Regions from separate parts of the Astyanax mexicanus genome. Here region 2 is linked to region 1. A link is a contact called in public Hi-C data. All regions are on one chromosome and are shown on one strand. Each heading gives the region's core, a stretch centred on a gene start, on an enhancer-like site or on the middle of the called end of the contact. The rest is flanking DNA. Distances are from core to core; before and after follow the strand shown. Region 1 overlaps LOC125799042 (protein diaphanous homolog 1). Region 2 overlaps LOC111188173 (protocadherin gamma-C5-like).

What was found. Hi-C and Micro-C count contacts between places; a contact is called where the count stands out from the background.
Region 2: a Hi-C map of muscle shows a contact between it and region 1, with 4 times the contacts expected there. The contact joins two enhancer-like sites. A contact is called at or near these places in 2 of 3 Hi-C or Micro-C datasets (both in muscle).

Annotation. Positions count from the first base shown.
Region 1 is chr2:66,418,920-66,422,504 of AstMex3_surface, reverse strand. All of the region lies in intron 9 of LOC125799042 (protein diaphanous homolog 1), which reads right to left. Among protein-coding and RNA genes, the nearest start is that of LOC125799042, 25 kb to the right of the region's middle. Within about 2 kb of position 1,869, the one cell type or tissue checked has an H3K27ac peak away from gene starts, as active enhancers do.
Region 2 is chr2:66,501,800-66,505,767 of AstMex3_surface, reverse strand. All of the region lies in intron 2 of LOC111188173 (protocadherin gamma-C5-like), which reads left to right. Among protein-coding and RNA genes, the nearest start is that of LOC125799043, 33 kb to the right of the region's middle. Within about 2 kb of position 2,562, the one cell type or tissue checked has an H3K27ac peak away from gene starts, as active enhancers do.

The DNA of each region.
Region 1 (3,585 bases), core at 620-3,119:
GACATGATAATATGGACAAAAAGTATAGATAAATGAAGGCAGTGGAAAGCTGTTTTAACGACTGCCTGCAGGGTTTCTTACTGTTTCTGTAAGTTGCGGGGAATATGACAATATTTTATCATAATCAATCATATATACATCATTTTTATTGTAATTTATAAGATAGGTGTCTGAGTATATTGTGGATATCACTTATAAATAAAGAACACTGATAGACTCCATGATTCACTGTAAGGAGTGTAATCAGACAGAAGTTAGGTCGACAAGTTTCATATAACACCACTATAAGTTTATCTTCATCATAAAAAAGCAACACCACTTTCTCTAGTGAAAAAGTGAGTGAAGCACATTCTCAACAGCCTGGTCAAAGTTCACTGTGCTCTGCAGCTCTATTAAAGAAGCTCGTTGGCTCCTAAGTGTGACCTTTCTGAACTCCAGACTCTGTTAAAGTTCTCTGCTTTCCTCTACGGGACTCTCCAAGATAGCATATCCCAAACATAGCCTCTCTCCACGGCAATGAATCACATCCACAGCAGCGTCCTGTATCTGTGAAAACGGGAGATAAGACCATCTGTGATTTTTAATTAGCAATCTCATTTCCTTCCTCTCGTCTCTCTCTCTCACCCCGCTTTATCTCCGCCCTCTCTCAGTCTTCTACCTCCTGCCTCTGGGAGAGTGCAATCCAAGCACACGCTACCCTACTGACACACTCTCAACTAATTACAACTTACGTAAACGACCCACTTTACAGAGAAATCTGAAGACCTTCACACACACAAAAACAATGATGTTTATTTTAAGTCTCACGAATAAACGAAGGATTTTTTTTTAACTGACAGCAGCAAACCCACACTGTACATTTATGATCAGGATAACAGTTCAGAGGTACTTTATGACCGGAAGAGAATCACTTAAGTAAACTTGTTATTAAAACAGCACTGCTTAAGTAAATTCATGATTAAACTTGAACTGCTGAACTGTATTGTGCTTTGATGGTTTTGATGGTTTTATTAAGAAGTTTTAGTGTTTAATAAATATTTGAATGGTAGTTCTGTAATTTTTTTCAAATACATTTAGGTTATTTAATTTATTAAATATTGAAAAACAAATAAAAATCAGTTCAGTATTATGCCAAATTTTTCATTTTGTTTACTTTTAGACAAAAATTTTCATTTTAGTGCATTACAAACAGGTTGATGAACAGGTTTTTACCTAGTCTGTTTTGGTCTGTGAGTAGATAAGCTCCAAATAACCCATTCTCATGTTTTTAGAATCCATAACTATTTGAATATATGCTAAGAGTTCTAATAGCTGCTTTATTAGTTATTTTAAGTGTTTAAAGTTGTATTAATGGATTGTGATGATAATGTAGGAGCGACCTACATATAAATTTGTCACCACTGATGAAATCTGACTAAAATCTGATCTGAGCTTAATCATTAAGTGAGAGTTTATTCTTAACAGAAAGGATAATATTAATCTCACTGCTACCTATATGATAAATAATTAAATTATGTTTCTTTTAAATAATATGTAGTGTAACTACATAATAAATACATGCATATGGTAAGATTTGAGGTAACCAGCACCCCCAAGAGGAAGCAGGATATATCACACGCTTCATTATATTGTGTGTATCCATGTATGCGTGTTGCTGAGGAGCAAAGTGTGCTTACTGCGCCCTCAGCAGTAGATGTAGGGTAGGTTACTTTAGATGGAGGGTAGGCTGCTCATCTCTCTTTAGTACTGGGTAAAGCGTAAAGAGGTCCTGGCAGCACTGCAGATGCACGCCTGTGTTTTATGAGAGGTTTTGTGTGTTTTTTCTCTCTTCGAGTGGCAGGCTTGGCTGCTTTCTTCACTCTTTTGTGACGTAGGCTGGTGATGAAGCAGCAGTGTTGGTGTTTTAAAGCAGGGCTGTGTGTCAGGCTCTATTGTGATGTATTGTGTGTGTCTGGTCGCTGGTGGTAGGAGTGTGTCGGGGGCTTTGTTTGGCAGGTCGTGACCCAGCAGATGTGTGTATAAATTAAAGGCGAGAATAAGTGCAGTCAAGCACACACATGTGCATACCCATACACCACCACCACACTTACCATATATATCTCCATACCCATGATCTGGACATTTAGCCTTATATTTTATATAACAATTTCTATTTTCCCTATAAAGTGAAAGCTACTCTGACTAGAAGCAACTGTGATGAATCTCAAGGAGTCAGGGAGTCGTGTTCCAATCACCAAAATACAAGAGTTTTCTTTTAACAAACTAAAACAGTGATAAAAAGAAACAAAATCTTTGTCATTTTAAAGCGATTTTAGAATCACTGATTTACTAATTTGCTTACTTGCACATTTAGAATACCCATAAAAAGCCAAGACACAACCTTATATTACTACTATTACTTTAATTAAATTTATTCTCCTGTCCAGGTTAATGGTAAAGCCAATTTAAGGGCAGAAGTGGCAGAATTGGCTTTTCTAATCAGATATTATTACTATCTTCATGTTTTTTTTTTTAGCCTGCTGCTAATTATTTTAGCCTGCTGGTTTACTATATTAGGTGGAAAACAGCTTACAGCCGTGGAATATAAATACATTTCTGCTCCAACATATGTCACGTTTATTGGTCAGTTTTTTGGTAGGGCTGGCTATTGTTTTAAAATGTTCTGTACTTTCAGTACTGATAAAATTACTTTGAATTTGGAACCGATATCCAAACAGTACTTTTTTTTTGATACCTTGTTCTAAATTGTAAGCAAAAAATTCGGACATATGTAATCTCATTCTAATACTGTCACCATGGGAGACTCCATATTTTGGATCTTGTTGAAAAATGAGCATGTTTGTGTAAAAAAAAAAAAAAAAAAAAAAAAAAAAAAAAAAAAAAAAAATCATGATTCTTTTTTTAATGCTGCTAAATCCCTGTATTTTTGGGAATGGAAGCAGTAATAATAGTGTAGTGTAGTTTAGGTCAGGCAGACTAGAGCTTTATTCTGTATTATAATATTATAAGAGACAGTGCAAGCATCTGAGATTTAAGCACACTGTGGCCACAATTTGAATGATTACTGTGAACTTGCTCACGGCGTTTCTGCACAAGCTCTCTGCTTGTGTGCGGTGTCGCAGTTGGTTTTAACTTGCTGTTCGTGCTCTCCACGTTTGCTATGTCTATGTGTGTTTCATGCACAGTAATAATACAGGCACCAAATTTTTTTTTTTAACCATACGGTTCTCAGCAGTACCAAGACATTTCTGTCTTTTTGGTATCGAATTTTGACCCAGCTCTATTTATTGAAATACACTGTATATTTAGATAAAATGTATTTTGTACTACATTTTGTACAGAAATAAATGCTAACGTACATTTAGCAGGAAAAATGTGTATGTTTATTATCTGTCTACAAAGCACTGGTAACTTACACTGCTGGTGTAAAAGGCTACACTAGCTGATATTGGAGTGTAATGCTCGCTGTATGATGTACTAAGTCTAGTGTAAAGTCGACCTAAGAGTGGACAGACTCATGTATCCCTGACCACTGATTTTTCATTTTATTTTATGGTGGGGTAGCTTCTCTGATGTGTGGTTAAC
Region 2 (3,968 bases), core at 1,313-3,812, 83 kb before region 1:
AAAGTGTGCTGGATGAAGGATGAATCTGGGTTAGCTGCAGATCCATCATTTTTATACCACGGGCACAGAGGACAAGTGAACTACCATAGTTTAAACTATAGTCAAAAATAAGATTATTATAAAAAATCATAACCATAATGAAAGGAATATAGAAGAACATAGCATTTATGTTGGGAGATACAGATATGTTGATAAATAGACCAATTGAAATGGTCAAAACTTGTTAAGTTACATTGAAAGTCAACATTTTTCTTTTGAGATATACAGTTTTGTCTAAAAGTGACAATTTACAAAGAACCACAAATAGCAACATGAATACAAAAAATAGTATATAGAAATAAGGAACTTCAAGAACTAGCTGTTAAATAAATTAAGGGAATTGAGAGAAATCATAAGAATGGAGGTTTCAGAGATAAAAAAAAAAAGGTTTAAGGAAGAAATAGTTAGCAGATGGCAGATGGCAGAGAAAGGAAGAGGACCTGGCTTTTCTGCTGATAAGGAAAGATGGGGGATGGATAAATGAGGACAGAGGGAAGGACAGAGTGGATGGGGGTGTGGAAGGGAAGAAATGACTGGCTGAATAACAGGATCCCAGAGGTCATCCTGTGACCCTGGGTTTCCTGTTGTGCTGGACGCCAGTGATTGATCCCATACCTTATGAGTCATGTGACCTCCGGTAATGTGTGAGTGTGTCATCTCTGGTCAATCCCCTTGTAAATCTGCTAAAACATGGTAGCTGGGATCCTGACTTCCCATAGTATTCTCTAGACCCAGGAAGGAAATGAGTTTCCTTCAGACAGCTTAGCTGAAATCCTCTCTGTAGAACTGTGGTGAATGTGTTTAGAGTTAGTAAAACTTAATCTTCAGTCTTGTACTTGAGTGAGAATTGAAGGAATGTGCTTGTGCTTACTTAGACCTCATTACTGAAAAACTGACTTACTGGAGTGAAGATGACTGTCACACTCCCTAAAGTTTTGGGTTTACTGTGTTGAGTTTGGAATGTGATGTGTAAGGTGGAAATTCTTTGGGGTTCACACCAAGGTTATTTATATCTGCTGTTTGTTGAAGCAGAGTTCTGAGTAATCTCTGGTGTTTATATCATGTTTTTAGAGGGAGGAAAGAGAGGATGAGCCTGAGAATGAGTATTTGTTGTCCTGTTCCTTCTTCCAATCTCCTCTCTGCTCCCTTGTGTCCCATCATTCAGTCCTCTGGGAGTCATTTTGGCCTTTGGGCTGTGAGGAGACCATCTGGCTCCTCTGGCATGACACGTGCACAGTGTGTATTGGTGTGTGTGTGTGGTTTACTGGAGGGCATGTGAGCTACAACAATAACAGAAGGACAGGCCATTAATGGCTCTGACGTTCAGCACAGGAGAGTATAGACAGAGTTTTAGGCCTTCTGCTTTAACACGTATAATGGCTCTAGAGCCAAAGAGGGCTTTGGATTATATTCCCTAAGTTTGCCTCGCTTGTGCTTACTGTCATTATCCATGGATTCCTTTTATCTCTTCTATTATGGAGAGAAAAAAGGTGGAGGGGCCTTCCCTTGCCTGCTTTGTCTGCTTTGGTCTCTTTGTGTCATTATAGTTTCCATCCATTTCTATTAGCTGTGTGAGTGTGAAGAATTTGATTGAAAAATAGAAATGTCTGTTTTACTGTGACTTCACAATTTCTTAGTAAGAGTAAATGGGCTCCATGCTAATCGTTTTTCTTAAATTAGTTCTTTCTTCAGATACATGATGTGTTTTAAACCACAGCATTGCTTACATCTTTGTTTTTGTAATGATGTATTCTAGAGTTATTGTGAATTGTACAACCCCCAATATGAAAACATTGGTGAGGGCAGAATCTTTGGGAAAACTACACAAGTGAATTTAATCCCAGAGTTTGTTTTGCGTTTTTTTTTCTCAGGTTCTGACTAAAAACGTGATAATTTTATATTTAATATTAACCATAACATTATTTTCTTCATTTTTCATATACTTTTTTCTTTGTTTAAGAAACTGCTCTATAGCTGGTTAGCTAATTGTCCTTATTATGCAACAGCAGCAGTGTTGTCTTAAACTGATGACATTTAATTCGCCTCAAATTACTTCTGTAATGTTTTTGTTTTTCTTTTTTTTATTTACAATTAATATATTTTTCATAGTTTAAACATGGTTGATCTCTTGATTTTTAAGTACAGTATTGTCAATATTTTTAGTCGTTTGTTTTATGAGTTAAATTACCTTACCAGACAACTTTAAACTACTGCCTCACCTGAGGTAGGCCTGGGGACCCCTAGTGAGTGTGTCATGACACACTGGGGGTCCTCAGTACACAGGTCTAGAAACTCTGGTATAAACTACTGCAGTTTCCAAAAAAATTGAGTCGTTTGTTATATAAATGCTTTATTGTTTAATATCTCTCTTTGTGTCTTTATCACGTTAACAGAGGCAAAGTTTTCCATCCTCCATCTTGTTACCCATCAACTACCGTATACAGCCGGTTGTCTTTTAGAGTGCTGTGCTGCTGGCAGTCATTTCCTCTGTTCCCTCATCCTCTGCATGTGTGTTTTCCTGACTATTCTTCTGCTCACCATGGCAGCCATTTTCTCCCTCCAGAGCTGCTGAGTGTGTGTGTGTGTGTGTGTGTGTGTGTGTGTGTGTGTGTGTGTGAAAGTGTGTGTTTCTGTGGCTTGTGCTTAGTGTCAGTGTTTAAAAAGTGCTTGTGTGTATAGGGTGGATTAACCCACATCAGTGGAGTGTTTCTGATCTCTGGTGTGTTCCTCACCTCTCTAAGACCCCCTGCAGTGGCCTAAATTATGCTGGTGGAGAAGAAAGTTCTGCTGGAGAGCCGTATCACAGTAATCAGATTAATGAACACCCTCCAGGCAGAGAGGACTAAGATGGAGTTCCTGTTTGCAGTGCTCAATTGTCGAATGATAAAACGTTATGTCCATCATTTATTTGCCTCAGTGAGTTACAGTACTGCCCTTCAAATGAGTTCTATAGATGTTCTATAGGGGTATTGTAGTGAAGGTAATGGTTTGAGGGTGTTTTTTTAGCTTTAATGCTATTTTTGTTAAGGCTATGACAACATGCATAGATTGTTCTTCATGTATAGAGAAAACTTGTATATTTCTGTATATTGTTCTTAGAGGAGCTGTTTCAAAATGTTTCTGTATAACATAGAAAATCACTATTATGGGTAAAAACATTACACTACTGTATATAATCATTTTTGTATTTAAAACATCAAAATGGCATTTAAATTAAGACTGAGCACAAATTATAGTCAATATTAGCAGAGGAAATACCAGGCACAGCAATGATAATAACAAGTCAGATGATGGTAAATAGAGATACAGTGAATTAGCTTTATAGAGACATAGAATACAGTGTAGCTCTGAAGAAAAAAAACATATAGTTTTATCACTATTTTAACCAATTTAATTTTAATCTGTTTTAATAGTTGTTTCTTTATGGGAAGTTTCCAGTGGACAGGGATTAAGCATATTCCTAGACTATTTTTTTCTTTCAATAAAAATCTAAATTCAAAATTGTGAGTAGTCCAAGACTAGGCTTAATCCCTGTCTGGGAAACTGCCTCTATACTTTATACACATTAAATACAGTTTTTATAGTAAATTAACTATTAGACATGCTCCAAAATTACTTGCAATCAAAACATTTACACTGATTACCATTGAAAGTTAAGACATGTTTTCTTTTCTACTGTTAACTTGTCATTTTGGAGAAATGGATATTGAAATGTTTTTGTGACAGCCACAAGAGATAATGATTTATACACTAAGAGTTATAAAGTAAGAAAAAATTGATTTAGGTTTAAAATATTAGTCAAATATATAAGCATGCTAATGTCAAATGTTAAAACAGTTTTCTGCTGATACCAATACAAATTTTGCATTTTCACACATAATGATACATTTTATGATTAAAATGATTTATTAGTGTAGCTGAACTTAAAA